Regions from separate parts of the Macaca fascicularis genome. Here region 1 is linked to region 2. The links are chromatin contacts, called in public Hi-C maps. All regions are on one chromosome and are shown on one strand. Each heading gives the region's core, a stretch centred on a gene start, on an enhancer-like site or on the middle of the called end of the contact. The rest is flanking DNA. Distances are from core to core; before and after follow the strand shown. Region 1 has its middle 86 kb from the start of BCOR. Region 2 holds the start of BCOR (BCL6 corepressor).

Region 1 (7,130 bases), core at 4,104-6,603, 87 kb after region 2:
TCTTGTCTCCAGCCTACCTGTGTCCCTGGTACTCTCTGTGATGTTCTTATCATACCTCTCCTGCTCCCGACAGAGGGGAGAGAAACACCCTTCTTCTGCTGGGCTCCCCCTGCCCTTTACTCCTCCGTGTTGACTGCAGAGATCTACCCCTGCTTCCTCCAGAGTCCCAGAGAGGTTAGTGGTGGCCCCATCCCTTCTGACCCCTCCTGCAGCAGCAGCAGCCTGGCTCTGCAGGCCTCATGACCCACATGCCCTTCTGGGCCTCAGCTCAATTTTCAAGGGTACTTTTATTGGGAAAGTGAGGGATCACGAGAACAAAGACAACATCCTTGAGATAAGCCCAAGTTTACAGCATGCTGTCGTCATCCCAATGGACTTCCGGTCTCCCTACCAGCTGGGCCGTCTTCTGAGATGGGCCCCCTCCCCTGACCCCTGTCTACACTCAGCCAGAAGCTGATTTGAGCTGGTCCCATGGTGCTGCCTGTGGGAACCCAAGCCCTTCCTGCTCCTATCTGCCTCTGGCTGGATGACACCCTGGGCAATTCCGCCCACTGGTTTGACCCCAGGCCCCAAACCTAGGTCAGGAACGCCCTCCTCACAGTCCTTCCCTGCTCCCAGTTCAGTGTTGACAGTGAGCAGTGCTCGCTTTGCTACGGCTAGGCCCTCACTCTCCTCTCTTTTCAAGGCCCCAAGAGAGTAAGCCATTTATTCACACCCTATCTTGACGCAAAGCCGGGGCCTTGAACCTGGGGCACTGCTTTCAGCCATTATTCTTGCAGAGGCCCCAGTGCTCCTAGCCTGCATTTTTGGAGTCTGAGCAGAGCCCACAGCTGTTTTGCCTCAGCTAGGAGTGAAGGCTGACAAAGAGCAAGGTCTCTGGAGAAAGAGGAAATGTTTTCTGGATGCCGAACTGGTGACTGTGGGGGGTGTGGGGCAGCGGGGAGGGAGGGGCTCTCACTTGTGCCCAGGGAAAGGTCATGGTCAATGAGAAAGCCTTTGATGGGGAGAGTCTGAGATGAGACCCAGGAACATCACCACGCAGCTGTCCAGGAAAGATGTGGGACCCTCTGTCAGATCAGGCCAGTTCTCTTAAGGTAAGATCAGCAGGCCAAGGTCCTGGGATGTGGGAGCTCCTAGGAAGTGGACTGGGATGCCTGAGGGATCCAAGAATTAGCAGTGTCCTGTGTGGTCTCGCTGAGGGAAGCCAGGCAAATTCTAGCAGCTCAGCTGTAACAGCCAGAGCTCTTGGCTCCAAGCAACAGGAAACAATTCTGGCTTATTTAAGCAGAAAAGGACTTTATGAAAAGGATCTTGGGGAACTCACAAAATAACCAAGAGGGCTGAAGAATCCAGTTTGGTGAGCCGACCAAGGAGGCTGTACAGCAGTCAGGACCACAGCCAAAGTCAGGCCAATCCAGGGATGACCTCGCTGCCAAGTCCAGGACTCCCTGGCATACACTGCCACCTTGGGACATGGATATGGTCCCTGCCGACCCAGGAAATGGAATGCCATTGCCTTGGTGACTGCCACCGTCCACCAGAATGGACTTCAGTGCTCCTTGCATCTCAGTATTACCAGTTCCCAACTCCAAGCCTTTAATAGGGGCATCTGATGGGTTGAGCCTAAGGCAGGAGCCTATGCCAACTGCAATGGCAGCTGTGAAAGTGCCTATCTGGGATTTTTAGCTTCTCTGGTGGGAGGCAACTAGGAAGATGGAGGATTCTCCAAATATGGGAGGAGAGGTTGGAGGCTAGATACCTCACCTGGAGAAATGCAGGGCAGCTGAGTGTTGGAGAAACGTGTCTCCAGAGACAACCTGTGCATGTATTCCCCCTCCTCCAGATGTCGATGTCGGGGGGCAGGAGGGTGAGGTCAGGAAGTATACAACGTGGGGTTGGGAACCCTGGGTTTGATTATGAGTCGCCTCTGCCTGTCAACCTGAGATAAGCTATTCACAATCCTGGGGCCTCAGTTGTACCTCAGTGCCTTTGAGCATGCAGAAGGAGTGTGCTAGCTTTTGCTGTCGTGTGGGCCCTCTGGCCGAATGATGCCCCAAGACTGCCAAAACCCCAAATGGAATGGGGCTGTTTGCTCAAGGTAATGATTGAAAGTACGGGTTCTGGAGTCAGGGAGATTGGGGTTTACCAGCCATGTGCCTTTGGATGTGTTCTTTAACCTCTCTGAACATTAGTTTCCTTATCTGCAAAATGTAGGCATGGTGGCAGGCACACAGCCTCCCTTCCAACCTCGTCCTATGGTGCCCCCATGGTCTGCAGAGACTGAAAGGCTAAAAACTGGATTTCCCAGACACCTTTGCAGCTGGGACTGTGGATGAGAATTCAGTTTTACCAGTTAGATGCACTCGTGTGAAGTTAGGATGGCAGATGTGAGGCAGAGCCCACAATTCTTGCCTGCTGCTCTGGCTGTACCTGCTGGAGGTGTGTGTGTGTGCGTGTGCGTGTGCATGTGCGTGTGTGTGTGTGTGTGAAACAACATTCTAGTGTTTGCTCAGTTACCAGCTGTGTGGGTGTTGAGAGGGGTTGTGGTGGCAGTGGCTTCCTGATCCTTGGATCACAGCTATGGTAGTGCACTCTGGAAATCTACATTTCCAGAGGCGGGCTCCCTCATGCCCCACCTTTCTGATAGTGGAAGAGATGGCAGTAATCTTGGCGGACCAGTTCAGTGGTGTTGTTTTGGGAGCCCAGAGACTGACTGCTCCTCCTGCACCCTTCCAATAATTTTGTCAGTACCTAATTTCCTGTGTTAAATCTCTTCTTGCTTAAAATAGCTGGAGAGGTTCTCTCTTTCCTGCAATGGAACTCCAACTGCTGTCAGGGTAACCCCCATTTGCTCACAAGGTTATTGATGGAATGAAACGAGATGATAAATCCCTTTATGTATGCTAGGTATTTGTCTTTTTCTTTTTTTTTTTTTTCCGAGGCAGAGTCTCGCTCTGTCGCCCAGGCTGGAGTGCAGTGGCACGATCTCCGCTCACTGCAAGCTCTGCCTCCTGGGTTCACGCCATTCTCCTGCCTCGGCCTCCCGAGTAGTGGGGACTACAGGCACCGCCACCACACCTGGCTAATTTTTTGTATTTTTAGTAGAGATGGGGTTTCACCGTGTTAGCCAGGATGGTCTCGATCTCCTGACCTCGTGATCCACCCACCTCGGCCTCCCAAAGTGCTGGGATTACAGGCATGAGCCACCGCGCCCGGCCTGCTAGGTGTTTTTCAAAAACGGGTCTCTTTTTTTCAGAGGTGACTAAATGTGATAGAAACCCTTGTGACAAGCCACCCTAATTTGTACAAGCTCTCAGCCAGTTGTTTTACATAGAGTTGCTGGGGCAGGAAACAACCTGAAAGAATTCAGATTCTTTGGGTGGGTCGCCTGCTTTCAAAGGCTCATCAAGTCCTTGTACTTATTCAGGGGGAGTTCTGCCTCCCTGCCTACCATTAGAGCAATGACTGGCACCACAGGCATGGCACAGGCAGCTGGGAAACGTGACAGGCTTCCTGGTGTGAGCCCAGAAGTTCAGCTGCCAGAGATCCTCCTCCGTCTGTGACTGTGCTCCACCATGATCACTACTAGTTCGTGTTAAAGCACACTGTTTAGGCTGGGCGTGGTGGCTCACGCCTGTAATCCCAACACTTTGGGAGGCTGAGGCGGGTGGATCACTTGAGGTCAGGAGTTCCAGACCAGCCTGGCCAACATGGTGAAACCCCGTCTCTACTAAAAATACAAAAATTAGCTGGGTGCGATGGCTCACACCTATAATCCCATCACTTTAGGAGGGCGAGGCAGGCAGATCACTTCAGGCCAAGAGCTGGAGACCAGCCTGGCCAACATGGTGAAACCCTGTCTATTCTAAAAATACAAAAATTAGCAGGGGTGGTGTCATGCGCCTGTAGTCTCAGCTACTCAGAAGGCTGAGGCAAGAGACTTGCTTGAACCCGGGAGCCGGAGGTTGCAGTGAGCTGAGATCGCGCCACTGTACTCCAGCCTGGGCGACAGAGTGAGACTTCATCCCCCTCCCCCCAAAAAAATTTTAGCTGGGCGTGGTGGTGTGCACTTCTCATCTCAACTACTTGGGAGGCTGAGGCAGGAGAATCACTTAAACCCGGGAGGCAGAGGTTGCAGTGAGCGGAGATGGTGCCACTGCACTCCAGCCTGGGCGACAAAGCAAGACTCTGTCTCAAAAAAAAAAAAAAAAAAAAGAAAAGAAAAGAAAAGAAAAAAGCACGTTGTTTAATTCCTGCCTCCTCCCAGTTAATCTCCACGCGATATTTACAAAACCTTCCCCTCCCCTCCCATGAAGAACAGGCTGACAAAAGATCTTGCTTTCTGTGGTGAAGAATGTTCTCATGGCCATGGCATTGGCCTCCTGAGTTAGGAGTTTCCAGAGAAAACAACTGAGAGGATGTAAATTGTACAAGGACAGGTTGCTTGGGGAGAAGTTCAAAAGACAAGGCTGGGCTTGGAGGACTGGGCCACCCATGCAGAAGGGCGTTGGGTGCTGCGAAAGGAGAGGAACACAGACCTGGAGAAAGGGTGTGAAAGTAAAGGGGGATCTTGGAAAGCCCCCCGGCCCCTGACCCTGTTCAGTGGACAGAATGCTTCTCTCCCCTCATAGATCCAAATCCTTCATCTTCCCATCTCACCCTCTTGCTCTCTGTCATTCGATTTCCTGCCACAAAATGGGGACCCTCTCTGGAGTGAGGAACCAGGCAGGTGGCCCTAGGGGCCTCCAAGCTGGGTGGAAGCTGGGCTGGGGTTGGTTGCCGGAACAATCCAGGCTCCACTCCAGCCCATAGGGGGCTTGAGGCTGGGTGGGTGTGATAAACTGTTTCAGTGGTTTTCAGGAGCCCTAATCAATTGCGAGGCAGAGCAAAGCCCTCTGGGGACAGATAAAGCCAGCCCTGTGTCAGTGCCCAGTTGGAGTTTGTGTGGTTTGAACTCTTGTGTGGTTTGGACAAGTTCACCGGGTTTTGCTGGGGCGGTTTATTCTGTTTCCAAACTGCAGTAGAGGGAGGCAAACGGCCCTTGGACCCTACAAGCCACTCCTGAAATGCGATAGGTGGCCTCTCCTCTCTCCCGCATGGTCCCAAAGGCTCAGGGAAGAGAGGCCGGGCAGGTCCAGGCCATAGCGTTCCTGGTTCCCGCCGGTGGCTCCGGGTGTAGACATTTCTAGAAACGCTCCCCCGCCCAAGGCTGGCTAGATCTTCCCGTTGGGGAGCTGAGCTGCTGCAGGTTTGACTGTCTGCTCCCGCTTCCAAACTAGAAAGACGAATGCCCACTTTCGGATTCCATCTTCTGCCACGGACGCCTCCGGGACGCGCAGCCGCCCGGCGCAGAGGAAGCCCGGGACGCTGGGGACACCGCCTGGAGCCTCCGCGCATAGCACCGGGGCGTTTTTTTCCTTCCAGCTGGAGGCTTCCCATTTAACCTCTAAAGTGCCAGAAGATCCGGATCTCTCGCGGGCAGGCCTTTGGCTGGCTCTGGGCGAGGCTGGGACCCCAGATCCGAGTGCCTCGGGCGAGCACTCGGCGTGCAGATGTCTTGGGGGGCCTATGCTTTGGAGAGGAAGTCTGCCCAGCGAGGTGGACGGACACTGGGCCCTCGGAGACCCATCTGACAACGCCTGGTTCCCTGGGAAGCCTATGCGAGCCTGCGGGGGGCCAGGGCAAAATAGAACCAGGAACATGTGTTGTTTGGGAGGGAAGCCGGGGCGCATGGCATGTCTCAATAGTGCTGGCACCCTCCAGGGACCTTCCTGCTTCCACAGAAGGTGGGGACGGGGAGGCGAGCATGGAGAGAGAGAAAGGGAAGTGGGAAGAAATTGGTCACGGAGGAAGCTATTTTTATGCTTTGCTACAGCTGCGTGCGTTTCTCTGACCAACTAGGCAGCGAAAATTAGACCGGCTCCGGCTGAAAACAGGCCCTAAACTTCACCGGGGGGTGGGGGTAGTGGGACACGCGCAGGAAAGGGGAGGAGAGGGGGAAATCCCCGTGGATCTGGCAAACCCCAGTGTCCCGGAAGCTGTCAATGCGCGGCGAACAAGCTCCCCTGCCCTCCCCGGCTCCAGATGCCTCAACCTTCACCTTGGATGTCGGAGGCGTCCTTTCCCCTCTGTGTCACATCTTGGGCATGACACAGCCAAGACTGAGGGTTAGTTCATCAGTGTCTTCTGCTTTTAGGCCTCAGAGGACCTTATCCTTTTTGGCAGGGGACCAGACCTCCTGGGTGGCCTCCGTCACCACTAAGTCACTTGGGCACCTGGAGAAATGGCAAAGGTCCCAAACAGGAAACCAAGATTGGGAAGTGAGGACCCTAGAATTAGAATGTTTTGGGGTCTATGATTGTCTAGGTCAGCGGTTCCCAAAGTGTGGTCTGAGGATCCCTGTGGTTCCCTGAGCCCTTTTCAGACTGTTCTTTTCTAACTGCAAAGCTCCATTAGGCTGGATTTTCTTCAACCAAAACAACGTATCACAACGCATTGGATGCCCAAGCCACTATGAGGAAGCAGCTGTCTTCGATTAAGCCAGATATTAGAGAGGTTTGCAAAAATGTAAGAACGATGCCACTTTTCTCCCTAAACTTTTTTGTTTATTTGTTTTGGAAAATATGGTTATTTTTAAATAGAATTGTGCTATTGATGTTACTATAGATGTTACCATGCATTTTATCCATTGCTGTGTAACAAGTTACCCCCAAAACTTAGTGGCTGAAAACAACAGACATTTATTATCTCACACAGTTTCTGTGGGTCAGGAATCTGGGAGCAGCTTAGCTGGGTGGTTCTGGCTCAGGGTCTCTTAGGAGACTAATCAGGGTGTGTTCCAGGGGTAGGATCATCTCAAAGCTCAGCCGGGGAAAGATCCACCTCCAGGCTCACTCGTGGCTGCTGACAGGCCTGGGTTTCTTGCCACGAGGCCCTCTCCATGGGGCTGCCTCGTGACAAGGCAGCTGGCTCCTCCTAGGGAGAGAAAAGAGGGCACCCAAGACAGAAGGCACAGTCTTTTTTGTAATCTAATTTTGGAAGCCACATCCCTATAGGACAATAGATCTATTAGGAGTGAGTCTGTAAGTCCAGCTAGCGTTCAAGGGGAGGGAATTACTCAAGGGTGTGGG
Region 2 (6,803 bases), core at 140-2,639:
CGACTCCGAGCAGACGTTGCAGCAAACTGGGGTGCAGCGTCTGGGGACGCGAACGCGCCGGCTGCCCGAGCGATCGCGGGGAAGAGGAACTAGCACCACTCCCTGCTCCGAGGCCGTTCCCCGCCCCCACCTCCGGAAGAGCCGCCCTTCCTCGACTGGGGTGAGGGGCGGGAAACTTTGCAAGAAAACTGTTCCGCGCCTTCCCCGCGTGGCACCTGAGAATAACGTGGGTGGGTTTCCCATCCGAGGCCAGACCACGCGACCCTACTTTTCCAGGCCTCGGACTTGAACCTCGTGGACTATGGGAGGGAGAGTACATTTCGGGCCACTGCGGGGGGCGGGGGGACACCAAAGTCAGGCGTCCTCAAGGCTTCTGGCAGATGGCCAAGTTTGTGTCCTTTCCCTCCCACGCTGGAGTAGCGCGCGCCACTTTGGGGAAGCGTGAGACCGTTCACCACCGGCCACGAGGCCGCCAATGTCTTCCAGGTGGAGTCGATGGTTTCTCTGCAGCACCCCCTCCCGCTTTGCGGTCCCCGCCTGGCACCCACAGTCCTGGGGAGCCCCCAGAGCTAGCCCGCGTCTTCCCTAGCCCGCTCTTCCTGGGGAAGGGGAGACTGTTTGTGTGGTGTGCAGCCCCGCTCCGGCTCGCACACCCGCGAGCCACCTCGCAGCCCTCCCCGGCCTCGGCCTCACGGATCCCCTCTCGGAGTAGCCCCGCGGGACCCACCCTCCCCCATGCGTAATGGGGCGCCCCTGGGACGCAGGCGGGGATGGCGGTTCCGGTCGTTCCGGGATTTGCGTTCAAGAAGAAAACAAGGCCGGCGACTACAAGAGCGGCGCCTCCATTCTTGGGGTTCAGACGCCCGCGCAGCCTCCGCGTCGGTTCCGCTCTCGCCCAGGGAGCCCGCTTCCGTGTCCCTGCCCCCGCCCCCCCAGGATTCCTCGTCCCGCCCGTGCCGCACCACGCGGAGCTCCGAGCGCCCTGGCTCCCACACGGGTCCCTCCATAACTAGCGCGCCTCCCTCGCTCCGGGCTCGGGGAGCCGCTCGCTCCCAGCGCCCAGAGTCAGCCGGTTCCACCTTCGGCTGCGAGAGCCGCCGCCCCGCGCCACCCCCGCCCGGCCCGGCCCTTGTCCCAGCCCGGCTCCCCCGCCAGCTGCGCCGCCACCGCCGCACGTGACCCGCCCCCGTCGCGGCTTCCGCTGAGCTGACTGTTCCGGAGCACAAACAATTTTTGCTCTGACGCGGGGTCTCTCGGGGGCCCTGGCGTCCTCTACTCCCTGCTCCCCACCCCACCCCCTACCTTCCGGGTAGGAGAACTCAAAACAACTCGCTGACCTTCGGGCCGACCAGCTCCGTCTTCCACTGACTCCGGCATTCCGTTCAAACCCAGCAGCCGCGGCTTCTAAGATTTCACTCCGCACTGGGCTTGGGGGGAGGGGGCGAGTTCTCCGGGAGGGGGTGTCTCAGATCGAAAGAGCCACTTCACGCTCTTTCCCCTCCTCCGAGGTGAGTTTTTAGACTCTCTGGAGGCCTTGGGGAAACGCGAGCAGCCGCGTGCAAAGGAGCCCCCCCCGCCCCGCCTTCTCCCCGCACATGCAGCCTTGTCTAGTGTGACCCGACTTCCAGGGTCAGCAGCAGAGGGCCTGGCCAGCTTCGGAAATACCACCAAGCGGTGGACTGTGGCACCAGGCAGAGCTGGGGTGGGAGGACTGTGCTAAATAATGGTAGCTCCCACTCCCATGGTCTGTGCTAAGTTCTTCACAAGCCCTCAAACTTTACAGAGTGAGAAACTGAGGCATAGGGAAAGGTCAATCGTGTAAAACTGGGTAAAGCTCAGTTACTCAGCTAGGTAAGTGACTTAGGATTTGAACCCAAGTCTCTTGAGTTCAGGGTGGCTAAACATGCTGTAAGTATGTTACAGTGCATACCTTGGTATCAATAGTACAAACCTGTCTACAAAACCCAGTGTTTGCTTGCGAGCTGTATATTTGGTGTGTAACATTGTGGCTGGCATATAGTAGGCACTCAATAAATATTTGTGGAATGAATGGGTGTCAGAATAAATGATTGACAGAATCATTTATGACAAGTGATGAGAGAAAACAGCCCGAACCCTTGTTCTTCCTAAGAAGAATAAAAACCTCTAGCTCTTTTTTGAGTGTTTGCAGGTAACAGGAAACTCTTATTCAAAAATATATTAACCTCCTACCCCTATCTGCTAGCCAACCATCCTGGTAGTCATTTGAACTTGCTGGGGACACATAGCGAAAGCAGCTTCTACTTGGTCCCGGCCATTTTTTCCCCACCCTGTTCCTGTTCTGTAGGATTCTGCTCAGGGTCAGGCAGCCAGGAACTGCAATTGACATGATTCTGAACACATAAGCAACAGGGGATGAGGGTACACCCACCAAACGTGCTTCTTTGGCTTCCCTTCTATCGGCTGGTGGGGGTTTGGGGGAGCGTGGCTTATAGCTCTGTGGTTATTTTTTAATTCACGGACCACCCTGTGCAGCTGGCTTCAACCCTCACCAGCTGTGAGGTTGCATCTCGAAGTGTAGGCAGTCATCTACTTTAACTGACAGCTCCGCAATCCCAGTCAGTGGGACCACATCTGTGATTTGAAGAGCTGCCACTGGTGCTCTGTGCTGTCCTACTCCTCCTCATGGCCCAAGAAAGGATGCATTAAAAACACTTATATTTAGATAGCTCAATAGAATAGATTTTCATACCATATATTGGGAGTAAGTAGTACAAAGTTTAGACAATCTCCCCTCTCCCTACTTCATTTTCTAAACCTTACCAGTTATCCTGTGTTACTAGTTGGGCAACCTGAAATGAGGCCAAATTCCACTTCAGGTTACCTGAAAGTGAACTTTTTCCTTTCCAATTTGATCCATTCACTATCTATTGACTACTATCCTTCCCTCCCTCACTCCTTCTTTTTTTCTTTCCCCATCCTCATAGTTACATATTTTTGCTCACATTCCTATGATTATCAATGGAGAAATGAAAATGTGTATTTTCTCCAAGTTACAACCCAATCTTTATTATAAGGCTGGGGTTTCTGCCACCTCTTTTTTTGGGGGGGGAACAGAGTTTCGCTCTTGTCACTGAAGCTGGAGTGCAATGAGGCAATCTCAGTTCACTGCAACCTCTGCCTCCCAGGTTCAAGCGATTCTCCTGCCTCAACCTCCCAAGTAGCTGGGATTACAGGTGTGCACCACCATGCCTGGCTAATTTTTGCATTTTTAGTAGAAATGAGGTTTCACCATGTTGGCCAGGCTGGTCTCAAACTCCTGACCTCAGGTCATCCACCCGCCTCAGCCTCCCAAAGTGCTGGGATTACAAGCATGAGCCACCACACCCAGCCTCTGCTGCCTCTTTTACAGTCTGGTCTGGAGTGACCAGCAAGACCTCATGACCTCAACTTGTGGCCAGCCCAGGTTGGAAGCATCCGATGATTCCCAAGGAGGTCACAAGCCTCAATCCCACATTGCTGGGATGTAGTTGAGAACAGCCTTGCCAAAACCCACCCCTCATGCCGAGGGGCTGGTGTCAAGTGATGCTGAACCAGAGGTTCGGGATGCTAATTTGATGTATTATCTGTGTACAGCCTGGGGAGGAGAAAAGGCTCATAAAAGTGTTCTAGGCTGGTCATTCTGAATGTGAGCATTTATTTATCTGCAAAGCTGCCGAATATCCCTGCAGGAAGTCGCAGGCGCAGCAACCCCTGACTGCACAGACAAAAGTCTCCCCTTTACACAGGGCTGCTTTTATTGTTTCCAACAGCTTTGTGCTTTCCCTGGGGGAAGAGGAGAGTCACATAGCGAGTGTTCTTCCTCTTTTCTCACGCTGCAGAGGAAGTGATGTTGTGGAAACAGTGACATTAACTTGGCCTTCGAACCACACGGGAGCCAGAGTTGGGAAAAGCTCAGTGCAGGCAGGTACTCCTATGGCTCATTTAGGCCCTGAGAAACTCCAGTCTGGGCCTGGGTGTGGGGATGATGGGTGCACACAATGCAAGAGAAACCATACTTAGGAATTATTCCCCGGGTCCAAGGGGCCCCTGAGGTATGGATGTTCTTGACCCCTTGAACCTGCTTCCAATTAGGAGTAAAGCCCCCAAGGGATGTATGGAGCATGTTTCATTCTACATTGATTAGACATTTATTGATTGACCACTTTGTGCCAGGCACTGTACTAGGCATGCAATGGTAAGCAAGAGACATGGCCCCTGCCCTCATGGAGCTTACATTCTACTTTTCTTGGCACACAAGAAAACAGGGTAGAGGATACAGCCCCTATCATCAAATCCTGCACGGTCTATCTTCTTAATACCTATCCTGTCCTCTTCCTCATCCAACTACCCTTCAGATCCTTTTGGACTCTTCAATAAACAGTTGAGCCCCACCCCTTCCCAAACTCATCTCCTCTATCTGATCATTCCACTCACTGCTTTAAGTCCTAGCAGCAAGGAGAGGGAAAGGGGCGCTCCCAGCTGCATCAGCCTCTTTTATAAAGATTTCCCAGAAGTCCCACCCAATGGTTTCCACTGACATCTCATTGGTCACCTCTTTGTTTCTCTTTTCTTTATTCTCTTTGAGACAAGGTCTTGCTCTGTCACCCAGGCTGGAGTGCAGTGGTGCAATCACAGCACACTGCAGCTTTGACCTCCTGGGCTCAAGTGATCACCCCACCTCAGCCTCTCAAGTAGCTGGGACCACCATGCCTAGCTAATTTTTTATTTTTTATAGAGACGGGGGTCTCACTACGTTGTTCTAGCTGGCCTCGAACTCCTGGGCTCCAGCGATCCTCCTCCTCAGCCTCCCAAAGTGCTGGGATTTACAGGCATATGCCACTGTGCCCGGCCTGGCCACCTCTTGCTGCAAGAAAGAGGCTGCATGTCTCAGTAAGTTCAGGCTGTTACAACAAATTACCAGTGTGGGAGGTTTAAACAAACAAAAAAAAAGCATTTACTTCTCACAGTTCTGCAAGTCCAAGATTACGATCAAGGTGCTGAGAATTGCTTGAACCCAGGAGGCAGAGGTTGCAGTGAGCTGAGATCTCGCCACTGCATTCCAGCCTGGGTGATGGAGTGAGACTCTGTCTCAAAAACAACAACAACAACAAAAAACCCAAGGTGCTGACAGATCTGGTGTCTGTTGATGGCCTGCTGGAGCGGTCTTCTTCTCATTGCATCCTCTCATGGTAGAGAGCAGGGAGAGGAAGCAAACGCTCTCCTGTCTTTTTTATAAGGACACTAATACCATTCATGATCTAATTATCGCCCAGAGGCCCCATGTCCTAATACCATCACATTGGGGTTAGGATTTCAACATATGAATTTGGGAGGGACACGAACATTCAGTTCATGGCACTGAGAAATGTCGTCTTTTAGCTTGGGTACGTTGTTATCTCAAATTACGAAGGAAGAGTGGGGAATGAATACTGGTGTAGGCAACTGGCCACCTCTGCTCCTAGTCTCACAGAGAGTATGAGAACATTAAGCATGTGGGTGGAGAAGATTCAGCAGAGACCTTTTGGGGTCTAGTCCTGGTTCACACCCCTGTCGCTGGGGGTTGGGATGCCGACAGCTTCTATGTAGCTGTAACTACCACCAGATGAGCTAGTTCCGTTTTTTCTCCTGGAAGCGGTGAATTGGGAGAGAGAAGGCTGGTTAGTCAGGACAGGGCTGGCTCCGTGGGCAAGGGACCCGTGCAGTCACATGGGTTCCATGCTTGGGGTTATTGCTCTGTAGCTACCATCTTGAAATTCTGGGAAAAAAGCCTGGGCGCGGTGGCTCACGCCTGTAATTTCAGCACTTTGAGAAGCCGAGGCTGGTGGATCACCTGAGGTCAGGAGTTCTAGACCAGCCTGGCCACCATGGTGAAACCCCGTCTCTACTAAAAATACAAAAAATAACTGGGCGTGGTGGCATGTGCCTGTAATCCCAGCTACTTGGGAGGCTGAGGCAGGAGAATCACTTGAACCCAGGAGATGGAGGTTTCAATGAGCCGAGATCGCACCACTGCACTCCAGCCTAGGCAACAAGAGTGAGACTCCATCTCAAAAAAAAAAAAAAGAAAAGAAAAGAAAAGAAATTCTGGGTAAAACGATGTCTATGTTTTGTAAGTAAAGTCTGATGAGACAACGAGGCATACACCAGAATCTTGGTGCTTCTGCTCATGCAGGGACCTACCTCCTGCTGCTTCCTGGCTCACCTCCCTGAGATGGGTCCTCAGATGCCCACTCCCCAGTTCCTGGAAGGCCCTGTGCCCTGCCCAGACTCCCACACACCACCCTAGCCTTGGGACTGCTACTGCCCTCTGTCCCGGGCAGGGTCCTCGGTGCTAAAATTGGGAAGATCAGGGTCATGGTCAGATATGTTTCATGGCATCTTGGGGTGGGACAAGGTGGTAGCCTTCCCTCCCCAGGCTGGCAAGGCCACACACATTTGGCAGGGGCCTCTCCCCAACCTCTGCGCCAGGTGCACAGTGTCCCAGCACGAAGGCTGTGATTTCTTGGAGGCTGCCTGACTGCTATAGATTGGGGCAGTGGGCCTGGAAGAAGGGGAGATTGATTTCTTTGCCTGGGGCCCTGCTTATTTTTATTTTTACTTATTTATTTTTGAGACAAGGTCTTGCTCTGTCTCCCAGGCTAGAGTGCAGTGGTGCTATCATAGCTCACTGCAACCTTGAACTCCTGGGCTCAAGTGATCTTTCCACCTCAGCCTCCTGAGTGTCTGGCACTATATGCACATGCTGTCATGTCTGGCTAATTAATATTTATTTATTTATTTAT

The links. A called contact is a pair of places that touch in the nucleus more often than the background predicts.
Region 1: a Hi-C map of liver shows a contact between it and region 2, with 3 times the contacts expected there. The contact joins the enhancer-like site here to the promoter of BCOR in region 2. A contact is called at or near these places in 2 of 2 Hi-C or Micro-C datasets (liver and skeletal muscle).

What each region holds. Positions count from the first base shown.
Region 1 is chrX:40,235,153-40,242,282 of T2T-MFA8v1.1, forward strand. No RefSeq gene overlaps it. Among named protein-coding and RNA genes, the nearest start is that of BCOR, 86 kb to the left of the region's middle. Within about 2 kb of position 5,354, at least 5 of the 6 cell types and tissues checked have an H3K27ac peak or open chromatin away from gene starts, as enhancers often do. A contact at or near this core is called in liver, where this site is marked.
Region 2 is chrX:40,151,705-40,158,507 of T2T-MFA8v1.1, forward strand. It overlaps BCOR (BCL6 corepressor), which reads right to left and starts at 1,390. Exons shown (of 14, transcript XM_074029118.1): 1 at 1,303-1,390.